Linked DNA regions of Pan troglodytes: all the other regions are linked to region 3. The links are chromatin contacts, called in public Hi-C and HiChIP or PLAC-seq maps. All regions are on one chromosome and are shown on one strand. Each heading gives the region's core, a stretch centred on a gene start, on an enhancer-like site or on the middle of the called end of the contact. The rest is flanking DNA. Distances are from core to core; before and after follow the strand shown. Region 1 holds the start of ACOT7 (acyl-CoA thioesterase 7). Region 2 holds the start of HES2 (hes family bHLH transcription factor 2). Region 3 holds the start of HES3 (hes family bHLH transcription factor 3).

Region 1 (3,843 bases), core at 557-3,056, 150 kb after region 3:
GTGTAAGATGCTTTCAGGCCCAACAGACCACTGATTCCCTTTTCTTGATAGTAAACTGTTAGAAGTAGACAGTATTATCTGTTTTTCCTTTCAACACCTGCCCTCCCCCAAACCGAAGCAGTGCACTGAAGACGGTAGCTCTGCAACCTCCTCCCACAGGGGCACCCACCGAGGGGCTCGCGAGGCTCTGGGCACCTCCCCTCCACCTCTGGGGGCTTTGGTTAGCGCAGCACAACCGCCGAGGTAATGATCCCGAATCCTCGAGGAGGCTAAGCAGGACCACGGGGCTGAGGCTCCGGGATGCTCGGGCGAGGCCCGAGGCGGGGCGGCCCACGGGCGCCGGGCGCCGGGCTCTGGAGCTGTGCATTGACCTCCGCCCGCCCCGTCCCTGCCTGGCTTTCTCGCCCAAACGGCCCGTGGCGCGGCCGCCGCCCTGGAGATGCGGCCAGGAGGAGCCGGCGGGAGGCGGGCGGGGCCGCCCGGCTTGTGCGGCATCGCGAGTCGCATCCCGGCCGCAGGCGGGCGGGCGTCCGGGGCGGCGGCGCGGAAGGCCGTGCGGGGAATCGGCGGGCGGGGGCGGCCTCGGCGGGTGGGGACCACAGAGCCAAGCGGGGCAGGCCGGGGGCGGTGACCGGCGCGCCTGGCCGCTGCAGGCTGCGCGCGGGCCCTCTCTTACCGGCAGATCTGGATAGCGGACGGCGTCTCGACGTCTGGGCCCGACATGCTGGGGGCTGCGGCGGCGGATGCGGCGGGCGGCTGCAGAAGGGCGCAGGTGTCTGGCAGGCCCGGCGCTGAATGAATGAGCCCGGGCCGCGCCATAAAGGGGGAGGGCAGAGGTGGAGCGATGGGGCTGGTGAGGCGGGGCCTGTGCGCCGGGGGCGAATCGAACGCGGCCTCCCCGCGCCGACCCCGCCCCCGCGCCGGCCCCACCCCAAGCCCCGCCTCCCAGGCCGCCAAGGCTGCAGAGAGCTCGCGCGGGCGTACGATTCTGGCGGCGTGAGGGCCCAGGCAGCCGCCGCTTCCAGAAGGTTCGGTGGTGGTTGGGCCGCGCCGGTGCGGGGAGGGCCCGCGAGCCGCGGCAGCCGCGCCCGACCCGGTGGCAGCCCCGAGGGAAGCGTCTGGGGCGGCCTAAGTGGCGGAGCAGGGCGGACTTGGGCCCTCACTCTCCGCGTGGCGGTAAATATTTGTGCTGGGCGTTCCCGGCCGCCCGCGCCGCCGATTCGCTGCCGCGCCCAGTGCCTGGGCGGCCGGATGAGGTCAGAGCGGAAGGCGCGGCCCGGGCGCCTGGCAGTGGGGCCTGATTCCCACCCCCGCCCCCAACCCACCCCGGCACCAGTCGCCCGCATCGCGGCTCTGGCTAAGATCGGCCCTAAGAGAGAATGGAAGGCTGTTTCCTAGAAAGGAGCATTGGTGGCGGCTGCTGGGAAGACACGGGGAATGGAACGGGCCTTTGCTTCCGCAGCACAAAGCGTCACGAGGTGGGGAGGAGGAAAGGCCCGCGACTATCTACACCGCCGGCTGCAGCTTTTACTGGGAGCGCTGAGCGCCAGCCTGGAGGTGCACGTGTTGTAGTGAGGAGCCCTGAAACATGCGTGTTTTACTGCACAAGATGTGCCCTTGAATGGAGTCCAGGCCAGTCGGGGTCACCAAAAAAAATCCACCAAAAAACACCCAAGAAGGGAGAAGCGGTCACCCCCCACGTGCTGGAATGACAGCTTTTTACTTGCTAGGCAATTGGACCTTTTCCGAATTTTCTACAATGCACATAGATTTGTACTTACATCTTTAAATTAAAACCCACGCAACTCCGGCTCCCTAGTGCAATTTGAACAACCCATTTACACTCAGCTAGGTAGCTCTGAAGGAACTGTGCCTCACCCCGGTCACCCTTGAGTTACCAGACCGTGGAGGCAGCCCACAGCATGATCTGTAGCTCCCAGAAGCAGGGGCAGTCCAAGTCAGAACTCTGTGATTTCAAGACTTTTATACTAAGAATTTTGTTTTTCTGTTTTCTTTTTTTTTTTTTTTTTTTGAGACGGAGTCTCGCTCTGTTGCCCAGGCTGGAGTGCAGTGGTGCAATCTCAGCTCACTGCAAGCTCCGCCTCCCAGGTTCACGCCATTCTCCTGCCTCAGCCTCCCAAGTAGCTGGGACTACAGGCGCCTGCCACCACGCCCGGCTAATTTTTTGTATTTTTAGTAGAGACGGGGTTTCACTGTGTTAGCCAGGATGGTCTTGATCTCCTGACCTCGTGATCTGCCCGCCTCTGCCTCCCAAAGTGCTGGGATTACAGGCGTGAGCCACCACGCCCGGCCTTCTGTTTTCTTTTTTTGATATAGAGTCTCAGTCTGTCGCCCAGGCTGGAATGCAGTGGTGTGATAGCTCACTGTAACCTCTGCCATCCAGTTTCAAACGATTCTCCTGCCTCAACCACACTGAGTAGCTGGGACCATAGGCATGCACCACCAAGTTTGGCTTATTTTTGTATTTTTAGTACAGATGTGTCCAGAATTGGTGGGTTCTTGGTCTCACTGACTTCAAGAATGAAGCCGCGGACCCTCGTGGTGAGTGTTACAGCTCTTAAGGTGGCGCATCTGGAGTTTCTTCCTTCTGGTGGGTTCGTGGTCTCACTGGCTCAGGAGTGAAGCTGCAGACCTTCACGGTGAATGTTAACAGCTCATAAAGGCAGTGTGGACCCAAAGAGTGAAAGAACAACACTCCTACAGTGTGGAAGGGGACCAGAGTGGGTTGCCACTGCTGGCTCGGGCAGCCTGCTTTTATTCTCTCATCCAGCCCTACCCACATTCTGCTGATTGGTAGAGCAGAGTGGTCTGTTTTGACAGGGTGCTGATTGGTGCGTTTACAATCCCTGAGCTAGACACAAAGGTTCTCCATGTCCCCACCAGCGTAGTTAGATACAGAGTGTTGATTGGTGCATTCACAAACCCTGAGCTAGACACAGGGTGCTGATTGGTGTGTTTACAAACCTTGAGCTAGATACAGAGTGCCGATTGGTGTATTTACAATCCCTTAGCTAGACATAAAGGTTCTCCATGTCCCCACCAGACTCAGGAGCCCAGCTGGCTTCACCCAGTGGGTCCCGCACTGGGGCTGCAGGTGGAGCTGCCTGCTAGTCCCGCGCTGTGTGCCCACACTCCTCAGCCCTTGGGTGCCGTGGAGCAGGGGGCGGTGCTCGTTGGGGAGGCTCGGGCCGCACAGGAGCCCATGGAGTTGGGGGAGGCTCAGGCATGGCGGGCTGCGGGTCCCGAGCCCTGCCCCGCGGGAAGGCAGCTAAGGCCCTGCGAGAAATTGAGCACAGCAGCTGCTGACCCAGGTGCTAAGCCCCTCACTGCCCGGGGCCGGCGGGGACGGCCGCGGCTCCGGGTGCGAGGTCCGCCGAGCCCACGCCCACCTGGAACTCGCCCTGGCCCGCAAGCACCGCTCGCAGCTCCAGTTCCCGCCCACGACTCTCTCTCCACACCTCACCGCAAGCTGAGGGAGCCGGGTCCGGCCTTGGCCAGCCCAGAAAGGGGCTCCCACAGTGCAGCGGCAGGCTGAAGGGCTCCTAAAGTGCCGCCAAAGTGGGAGCCCAGGCAGAGGAGGCGCTGAGAGCGAGCGAGAGCTATGAGGACTGCCAGCATGCTGTCACCTCTCACAGATAGGGTTTCACCATGTTGGCCAAGCTGGTCTTGAACTCCTGACCTCAGGTGATCCACCCACCCCAGCCTCCCAAAGTGCTGGGATTACAGGCCTGAGCCACCTTGTCCGGACGCAGACTTTTGTTTTCTAGTGAGAATTAAGTTGATGCAAGCATCAAGGGCCCCCAAGCCTGTTCAAACACCACC
Region 2 (4,216 bases), core at 531-3,030, 180 kb after region 3:
GCTCGGGAAAACAAATCCTTCCCAAAGTCACTTAAGGAATCCCCCAGCCCCACCGCACAGACCCCCGGATGTATACTGCCCCTATAATTCTGCTCTAGGCAGAAAAGCCTAGGAGTGGAGGTGACAGCTCCCAGCCTATGCACCCTTTTGCTCTGCTCTGCTGCCCTGTAGAGCCCTGGAAGTGACCAGAGCCCTTAGGCCACTGCTGCTGCATGCCCAGAGGGTCCCAAGCAGAGCTGGGCAGGAGGTAGGCCCAGGCAGGGCTGGGAGAGCAGTGACCAGGCAGGGTGCACGGCTGCACTTTGCCCAGGTCCTGGCTCTGGCTCTGGTCTGGTGCCAGTGCTGGGGTGGGTGTGTCGGCTGCCCACGCAGCTGCGGGGTCCAGTTCCAGAACTATCTCCACCAGCTGGGATGGGGGGCTTCTTCTTCACCCTGCTGCCTCTTGTCCTTTCCTCTCCGGCCAAGTTGGGGGTGAAGCAGGGACGCTCCTTTTATTCCCTGAGCCGAGCCCCAGCCCCAGGGCTTTCAGTCTGCCACGCCAGTCACAAACATCCGGCTTCCGGCCTGGGTGTGGGTACTGGGCTGGCCCCTAATGATGGGAACAGCAGCCGCCACCAAGAGCTTCAACCTGTCCAGTGCCCCAAGGTCCCAAGCAGTCGGCAGGGTCTGTGGATCGGCCGAGGGGCTACCACGGCCGCCAGAGGCCAGGGCCGCAGGGAGGCGAGGGCGGCGAGGGCACCGGAGCGGATGCGGGCTCTGGGGCAGACGCGGGCGCTGGGGCGGGGGCAGACGGGCCACTGGAATCCCCAGCGCGCCCGCCGTCCAGGGTGGCGCTGGCCGCTCTCCGCCACAGGTGCTCCAGCAGGCGCGCGCTCACGGCGGGCTCCAGGACACGGCAGGCGGGCAGCACGCGGGCCAGGCGCGCCACACAGGCGCTGTAGCCCTCGCGGTAGCTGTCGCAAGGCACTGCGGGCGGAGAGCCGCGTGAGGCGCGGGGTAGGGTGCCGGGTGCGGGGTGCAGAGCGCGCGGCAGGGCAGAGAGGGCTCACTCACGGGGCGCTGCCGTGGGCCATGAGGACGCAGGCAGCTCCTGCAGGAAGCGCACGGTCATTTCCAGGACGTCTGCCTTCTCTAGCTTCGAGCAGTTGGAGTTCTGCGCCCGGCCACGAGGAAGAGCGACAGAGAACCACCAAGACAGAACTTTGGCCGGCTACCGTGCGCACCCTCGCTCTAGTCGGGAGCTGGGTGTGGGGCGCGCCGTGGCCTGCTGGGGGTCCGCTCCGACGCGCCCACCCCACCCAGGCTCCGCCTCGGGCGCCGCGCGGAACCCCCTGGTGGGTTCCTCCCGCAGGAGCACCCCGTCCCCCTGCCCCCGCTCCGCGCCCCAGGACCCTCTGCCCTCCGCCCGGGCGCGCTCACCTCCCGGCCCAGCAGCGGCAGGATGAGCCCCTTAAGCTGGCTCAGGCTCTGGTTGATGCGCGCGCGCCGGCGCTTCTCCAGCAGCGGCTTCAGGCTCTGCGGACGGGCGGCGCGGTGGTTAGACGGGTCCCCGGAGTCCCCAGCCCCGCCCCCAGTCCCCGGTACCCACCTTGCGCAGCTCCGCCGCGTCCCCTGCCCGGCGAGGCAGCCCCATGCTCCGCGGGAAAGCGGTGGCAGCTGCGAGCCCCACGCAAAGGAAAACCGAGGTCCGGAATGAAGTCCCGCGCGCGCCCCGGGCTGGTGCCAGACGAGTGCGCGCCCCGCCCGCGGCCGAGCTTTAAGGGAGCGGCTCGCCCGCCCCGCCCCGCCCCGCCCCGCGGAGTCCGGCCGCCCGCTGGTCCCACCTCCTGCCTTTGTTCCTGCGTAGGGTGGAGCCGGGAGGGGAGACCGCGACGCCCCCGGGGATCCCGCTCCCCGCCTTTGCGTCCTATCTACCGCGGGGTGGCGGCCCCCAGTTTTCCCCGAGCACCTGCGGTAGAGTGGTAAAGGCGCCATCGGGGGCCTTCGCTGCGTGACCCCGAGGGCAGGAGGGCCAGGTGGGGCCAGGCCTTGCCTGACTGGAGCTACGGTCCCTCCTCTCCAATGCTGCCCTTCATTCATTCCCCAGGCTCAGGTTCAGCGTCTCCTCTGAGCCCCGCCCTGGGCCGCAGCAGGGGACCCAGCGGTTACGGGAGCTCCCATGAGGGACAGCAGCGGGAGGGACTTGCACCCCCAGCTGCTTTATCGGGTGAAGGGCTGAGCTGGACGGGAAATCCGAGTTCCGGAGAAAGGTCGTGACTTGCTCCAGCCCTCGACGTTGGGAACAGGCCGAGCCTGGACAAGGGCCCCAGTCGCTGCACGCCCGGCTCTAAGGAGCCCGTAGAACCCTTCGGCGGCTTGCCTAGTTAAGAGTCTTTTGGTTACCCCACTCCAGGCTTTGGGTGGGGAAACGGAATCCTAGAGAAGCAGAGGCAGCCCTGGAGCCCTCGGAGCTCGTTTTCATTCCCACCGGCTAGGGGTCCGGGTTCTCGCCCGCAAGACAGTCAGGGCTCATGTGACGCGCGGGCAGGACAGTTTTGGGTGCGGGCCCCAGGCTGCCCGCCTGGGCCCCAGTGGCCCGCCCAGGACCGCCTTCGCGCCGCGTGGCCGTTGCTGCGGCAAACTGGCTGGCGTCCCCCGCCCATCTGCTCCGGGCTCCCCTCCCCCGACCGGCTGGCGGGGCAACGGCCACGCCCGCGAACCACACTGCGAACTGCCGGGCAGAGAGATGACTGGAGGGATCCACAGAGCCAGCCAGGAGGAGTTCCCCTATGGGGCGGGGCCAAGGAGGGCTCTGTCCAGGGTGTTGGATGAACCCCCTGTCCCCCGAACCCCACTTCCGAGCTCCACCCCTGCCGCTAGCCCCACGTCTCCCTCCTTCAGGGTTCTCGCCGCAGGGTGGAAGGCCAGCGAACACACTGAGGGGCCCGGAGAAGCCTGGGCCAGGGGAGCCCAGGCCACCCATACCTATCTGTGGCATGGGAAGGAATGTAGGCCACCTTTCATGGACACTTACTGTGTGCCAAGCTCAGGGCTTAACGCTTTAAGGCTCGCGAACCTGCATTAACCCTCTAAAAGACCTAACAAGTGAGAATAAATCATTCAACAGATTTGGCCCAGCAGGGCTTGGAGGAACCTGAGACCTTGTTCTCCGTGGTTGAGGCCAGTTTGACTCCATAGGCCTCCCCTAAGACAATTAATTGTTCTTTAAGAGCTCAAAAAACTCTGTGGATCTTTTCCCTCTCATCCCCAGGCCAAGCCACTTAGCTTGGCTGACTCAGGTCTGCACCCACAAGTCCGCCTGCAGCATCTGCATCTTGGGGAGGGACTGACCCTAGCTCCTGGGAGAAAAAGGCTGAAGGAGGAGGCTCCCCTTAGAACATCCCCCTCCAGGCTTGCGGACCACCATTTGAAGACTGAATGGCAGGGGAGCAAACACCATTTCCATTGCCAGTTACCCCCAGTTAAAAATATTTCTTCCTCTACTCTCCCATTGGGTAAAGGACTTTAACCAAGTAACCCACAGTTCTCTTCAACTCAAGGATTTTCAGGTTTTGCTGGTTACTTGGAAGGAGTGGTCTGGAATCAGAGGAACGTTAAAGACAGCTAGGTGGGCAAGTGTCGGGTGCAGGCTTTAGGGGAACTGGGGCCACCTAGGATACAGTAAGGATACACTCCACCCCTGGTCCCTACTCTTGGGAAGTGCCCTGGCCCTTGGGTTGAGGAGAAACCTGGGGTGGGCTGGGGTGAGCCCAGCAGAGGGGTGAGAGAAGCCGTCCTGGGGAGAGAATCCCTAAGCTGATAGCTGGAGGGTGGGAGACTCTAGGGGTGCTGTGGGCAGAAGGAACCTTGGGTGGAGAGGAAAGAAGAGCCCAGCAGGCTCAGCCAGGGAGTGAAAGCTTTGCCACTTCCCATCTGTGTCATCTCAGGCAAAATGCTTTAAAAAACAAAACAAGGCGGGGCGTGGTGGCTCATGCCTGTAATCTCAGCACTTTGAGAGGCCAAGGTGGGCAGATTACTTGAGGTCAGGAGTTCGAGACCAGCCTGGCCAACATGATGAAACCCCATCTCTACTAAAAATACAAAAAATAAAAAAATTAGCTAGGCATGGTGGCGGACACCTGTAATCTCAGCTACTTGGGAGGCTGAGGCAAGAGAATCACTTGAACCTGGGAGGCAGAAGTTGCAGTGAGCCTAGATTGTGCCATTGCAATCCAGC
Region 3 (4,216 bases), core at 1,478-3,977:
CTGCCTGAGGCTGTGCGAGGATGCCCAGACTCAGGGCTTGTAATCGGCGTGACAGGCGGGGGTGGAGGGTGGACCCCGAGTCTTCAGCCTGGGTTTCCGGGAAGGGTCCCTGTAGAGACTAGTCTGCTGTCTTTCCCAATGACCTTGTCAGATGCAAAGCACAATGACTTTAACTTAGTAGGGGAAGTGGCTGCCCAGAGATAGGAGCAAGAAGTGAGGGTAAAGTGGCGATGGTGGGGAGAAACTCGGCTCAGAGCTCGGGAAAGGGGAGGGTGGATATCGCACCAAGATCTCTCCCCACCTTGATCCTGCGCGACCCTCGGCCAGTGTAAGGCGAGTAGCGGGCCAAGGAGGCTGTTTGTGATGGAGGAGCCACGTGTGGGGGCGTCAGAAAGTAGGTGGATCATTCCAGGTGGGGAGACCACTGACCGAAAACGGGTCACAGGACAGGGGGCGCGGCGGGCAGTGTCGGGGTTGGGGTCGGGGGGCAACGGAGGCGGAAGTCCATTCAGTGGACCAGGGCGGAGCGACGCCTGAGAATTCCGCCCAGGCCTTAAGGCGGGCCTCGCCTCCCGCAGCCAAAGCAGAACATTGAGAATTAGCGCATTTTGCGGTCAATTTTCCACTGCTTAAGAAACACTAAGCTATCCACGTGAGCGCCCCCCTCCCGCGCCCGGTGCGACTGGAATCCCAGGGGACGGGCTTGGGAGGGGTGGTGGCCCTGGGAACGGCGGGTGTCGGGGTTCGGGCGGGGGCAGCCTCGGGGCCCCTTTATGGCGGCCCGGACTCAGGGGAGGGGGCGGGCCCGGCACCCAGCGGCGGGCCGCGAGAGCTACGCGGAGGGCCATTGGTTTGCTAATGCCCTCGAGTTGAAAGGCGCGGGCGGCGGTTTATAGGGAAGGATTGGAATTAGAGGACAAATTGCCCCGCTGCCCCGCTGCCCCGCAGCTCGAGAACGCGGGGAGGGGGAGGCCCGCCGGGGCGCGGCGCGCGCCAGGCCTCTGTGCAGATGTGCAGCAGCTGGAAGTCCGCGCCTGGCGGGGCGCCCGGAGTTTGGCCCCGAGGGGGCGGGGGCGGGCGCGGGCGCCGCTTTGTGGGGCCCGCACAATGCCCTTAACACTCGGCTGCCCCCTTTGTGCCCGGCCGCGCCGCCCGCCCGCCCCGCGGTGCCTTTATACCGCGCCGCCACCGCCCCAAGCTCGGAGCGAGTCGCATGGAGGACGCCCCGGCCCGGCCGGTCCTGGCGCTTCAAAGCTGCCCGGCGCGTGCCAGCGCCCGCCGCCTGGTCTCGGCCCCCGCCGCCCTCCCAGGCCCGGGTCGGCCCGGATCTGGCCCGCGGGCCCTGCGGCCCGGGCTGGAGAGAGCCCCAGAGCTGCTGTTGCCGCTGCCTCGGCCTGAAAGGGGGAGGGCGTGGCGCGATTCTCCACGCTGCTTGGCGCCTGGGAACGCCGCTATCCTGGGAAGGGTAGGCGGGGGCGGGCTGGGGGGAGATGCCCCGGCTTGATAGAGCTGGGGGGCGCACCCCACCCTGAGTCCCTACACAGAAGCCGGTTTGTTCATTCCTCTGCCACAGGGCTCAGCTGCAGAATTTTTGCGACTTCCCTGTCACCCTCAGAAGCAATGGGGGCTGCATTGTTCAGAATATAATTTTACAAGCCCCAAAAACTAAAGCCATGAGGGCCCATGGGAGGTGTCTAGGTTTGAACCCAGGGAATTCCTGGAGGTCAGCCTTCCTGTCCATCACAGCAGCTACAGTTCAGCCTCCTGGAGTCCAACCAGGGGGATGGCCCCAGAGCCTTGCTGTAGGCCTAGCCCATCCTGGGGCAAGTGCTCCAGGCGCCTCCTCCACTGGGTCCGCCATAGTCTGAATCATAGATTGGGGTGCGGGCCCTGGATCTCTCGAAGTGTGGCCTGGAGCTCTTACCAGAATGTCAGTGGTCTCCTGCCACCACCACCTGTGCGTGGAGCTGACAGCAGGCTCATGGGAGTAGACTTCTAGTGCTTCTCCATGGGGACAGGGTCTGCCACCAAAGCCACCCAGCCTGGAAGCCCAGGGCTGTAAGGAAGGGAGAGGCAGCCATGTTCACCCCACCTGCCTCCTGTGGGAAGTCCGCGTTGGATCCTAGCAGTGTCAGAGAACATAGGACCCAGGCTGCACCCTCACCAGGACCCCTCCCAATCCCAAGGCTCCAGCAAGGATGAGGCTGGCTGTGGCCCCGCGGGTGGGCTGCATGCTTTAATGGGACACATGCTGCTGCATGGCCCCCGCGGGCTCAGCTTGTGCCCGGCTTTGAGCAGCCACAGGCAGAAAATTGCTGCATTGTCCCGACATTAGGGCAACTAATGCGGCGTTGCGGGTATAACCAGAGCATGAAGTGCATAAAGAGGCGTCGCCTTGGCATCTTCATCAGTCCCGAGGGAGCCCAGAGCCCTGTCATAGTCAGTGAGGCAGCCTGTGGCCAGCTGGCCCATGTACCTCCCCAGTAGGTGACCCCTGGAATGCTTGCACTCCAGGGTATCAAGGACTTGGCAAGTGGGACTGGAGAACTTATGGGGATTGGGACAGGATGGGCATGGAGGGGGTGGGCATGGCAGGGGTCCTCAGACTTGGGAAGTGGTGGAGGCCAGAGAGATAAGGAAAAGACAGATAAAGGGGGGGGTCCCTCGGGAGACGGGGGGGGGCTCCTGAAGGTGAGAGGAAGCCTAGGCTATGGGAGGGGGCTGAGGGAAGGAGGTGGGGAGCTTCCCAGTGCGTCCTCCCTCGGTCCCCTCCTCCTCAAGGTTTCTAGAGTCCAGAGGGCCTCATTGACATGTAAACGAGGGTCCCTATAAAGGCGGCGCTGCCTCGCACTGGTGCATGGACTGCAACATGGGCACGGAGCCTGCTACCCGGGGCAGCCTCCCCGGCAACTTCCGAAAGGTCTGGGGTCTTGAGGGACTAGGGGCAGGCACCCTTCCCCGGGAGGTGTGGGGGGGTGCCGAGGGCAGGAGGGTGGCAGTCCTGCACTCTAAAGGCTGTTCATCTGCAGATTTCCAAGCCGCTGATGGAGAAAAAGCGCCGGGCACGCATCAATGTGTCACTGGAGCAGCTCAAGTCGCTGCTGGAGAAACACTACTCGCACCAGGTGAGACTCAGGTGGGGTGGGGGGGGGGGTGGGTGATACGATCCCAACCTCCCTCTCTCCACCTCGGGAGGCCGGCCTAATAGACCTTTCCATGGTCGGGTAGATCCGGAAGCGCAAGTTGGAGAAGGCCGACATCCTGGAGTTGAGCGTGAAGTACATGAGAAGCCTTCAGAACTCCTTGCAAGGTATAGGGGAGGGCTGGAGGGAGGAGGGGGAGGCTTGTGGGATCAGAGCCAGGGATGCACAAGGCCAAATAAAGAGGGATGCCTCAAGGACCGCTTGACCCCGGGCTTTTGAGACCAGCCTGGGCAACATAGCAAGACAGCAAATATAAAGAGGACAACTCGGAGGCAGGTGGGCAGTTGGTGAGGAGGGGGCCCCAGCTCGCTAGGGGGCGAGGGAGGAGCAGTAAAGCCCGGGCTGGCTGTGCGATTGCAATCTGGGTGGTAGGTCTGGACCCCGGGGGAGACGTTCGGGTCGTCTGACCTCCGCCCTCCTCTTCCCTTCCTCAACACGCTTCCTCCCTCCTTTCCCCTCCACCCCCACTCCCCTCTCCTCCCTCCCTTCCTCCCCTCCCTCCCCCTTCCTCTCCCCTCCCTCCCCCTCCCCTCCCTCCCCCTTCCCCTCCTCTCCCTCCCCCTCCCCCTTCCCCTTCCCTCTTCTCCCCTCCCTGTTTCTCGCGTCCGCTCTTCCCCACAGGGCTCTGGCCTGTGCCCAGGGGAGCCGAGCACCCGTCGGGCTTCCGCAGCTGCCTGCCCGGCGTGAGCCAGCTCCTTCGGCGCGGAGATGAGGTCGGCAGCGGCCTGCGCTGCCCCCTGGTGCCCGAGAGCGCCGCCGGCAGCACCATGGACAGCGCCGGGTTGGGCCAGGAGGCGCCCGCGCTGTTCCGCCCTTGCACCCCCGCCGTCTGGGCTCCTGCTCCGGCCGCCGGCGGCCCGCGGTCCCCACCACCCCTGCTCCTCCTCCCCGAAAGTCTCCCTGGCTCGTCCGCCAGCGTCCCCCCGCCGCAGCCAGCGTCGAGTCGCTGCGCCGAGAGTCCCGGGCTGGGCCTGCGCGTGTGGCGGCCCTGGTGAAGCCCCGGGGATGGCCTG

The links. A called contact is a pair of places that touch in the nucleus more often than the background predicts. HiChIP or PLAC-seq counts read pairs in DNA pulled down with a chosen protein or histone mark.
Region 1: an H3K4me3 HiChIP or PLAC-seq map of stem cell-derived excitatory neurons shows a contact between it and region 3, with 4 times the contacts expected there. The contact joins the promoter of ACOT7 here to the promoter of HES3 in region 3. A contact is called at or near these places in 1 of 7 Hi-C or Micro-C datasets (stem cell-derived neural progenitor cells), 1 of 1 datasets of contacts at active chromatin or transcription factors (stem cell-derived excitatory neurons) and 1 of 1 other capture datasets (stem cell-derived neural stem cells).
Region 2: a contact with region 3 is called in a Hi-C map of induced pluripotent stem cells, with 3 times the contacts expected there. The contact joins the promoter of HES2 here to the promoter of HES3 in region 3. A contact is called at or near these places in 3 of 7 Hi-C or Micro-C datasets (induced pluripotent stem cells and stem cell-derived neural progenitor cells), 1 of 1 datasets of contacts at active chromatin or transcription factors (stem cell-derived excitatory neurons) and 1 of 1 other capture datasets (stem cell-derived neural stem cells).

What each region holds. Positions count from the first base shown.
Region 1 is chr1:225,604,708-225,608,550 of NHGRI_mPanTro3-v2.0_pri, reverse strand. It overlaps ACOT7 (acyl-CoA thioesterase 7), which reads right to left and starts at 1,806. Exons shown (of 9, transcript XM_016953100.3): 1 at 677-1,806. The coding sequence starts at 819.
Region 2 is chr1:225,578,829-225,583,044 of NHGRI_mPanTro3-v2.0_pri, reverse strand. HES2 (hes family bHLH transcription factor 2) reads right to left here and starts at 1,780. Exons shown (of 4, transcript XM_001156221.6): 1 at 1,589-1,780; 2 at 1,420-1,515; 3 at 1,054-1,153; 4 at 1-966. The coding sequence starts at 1,633. The coding sequence ends at 686.
Region 3 is chr1:225,759,684-225,763,899 of NHGRI_mPanTro3-v2.0_pri, reverse strand. It overlaps HES3 (hes family bHLH transcription factor 3), which reads left to right and starts at 2,727. Exons shown (of 4, transcript XM_016953095.4): 1 at 2,727-2,920; 2 at 3,030-3,125; 3 at 3,229-3,310; 4 at 3,825-4,216. The coding sequence starts at 2,858. The coding sequence ends at 4,198.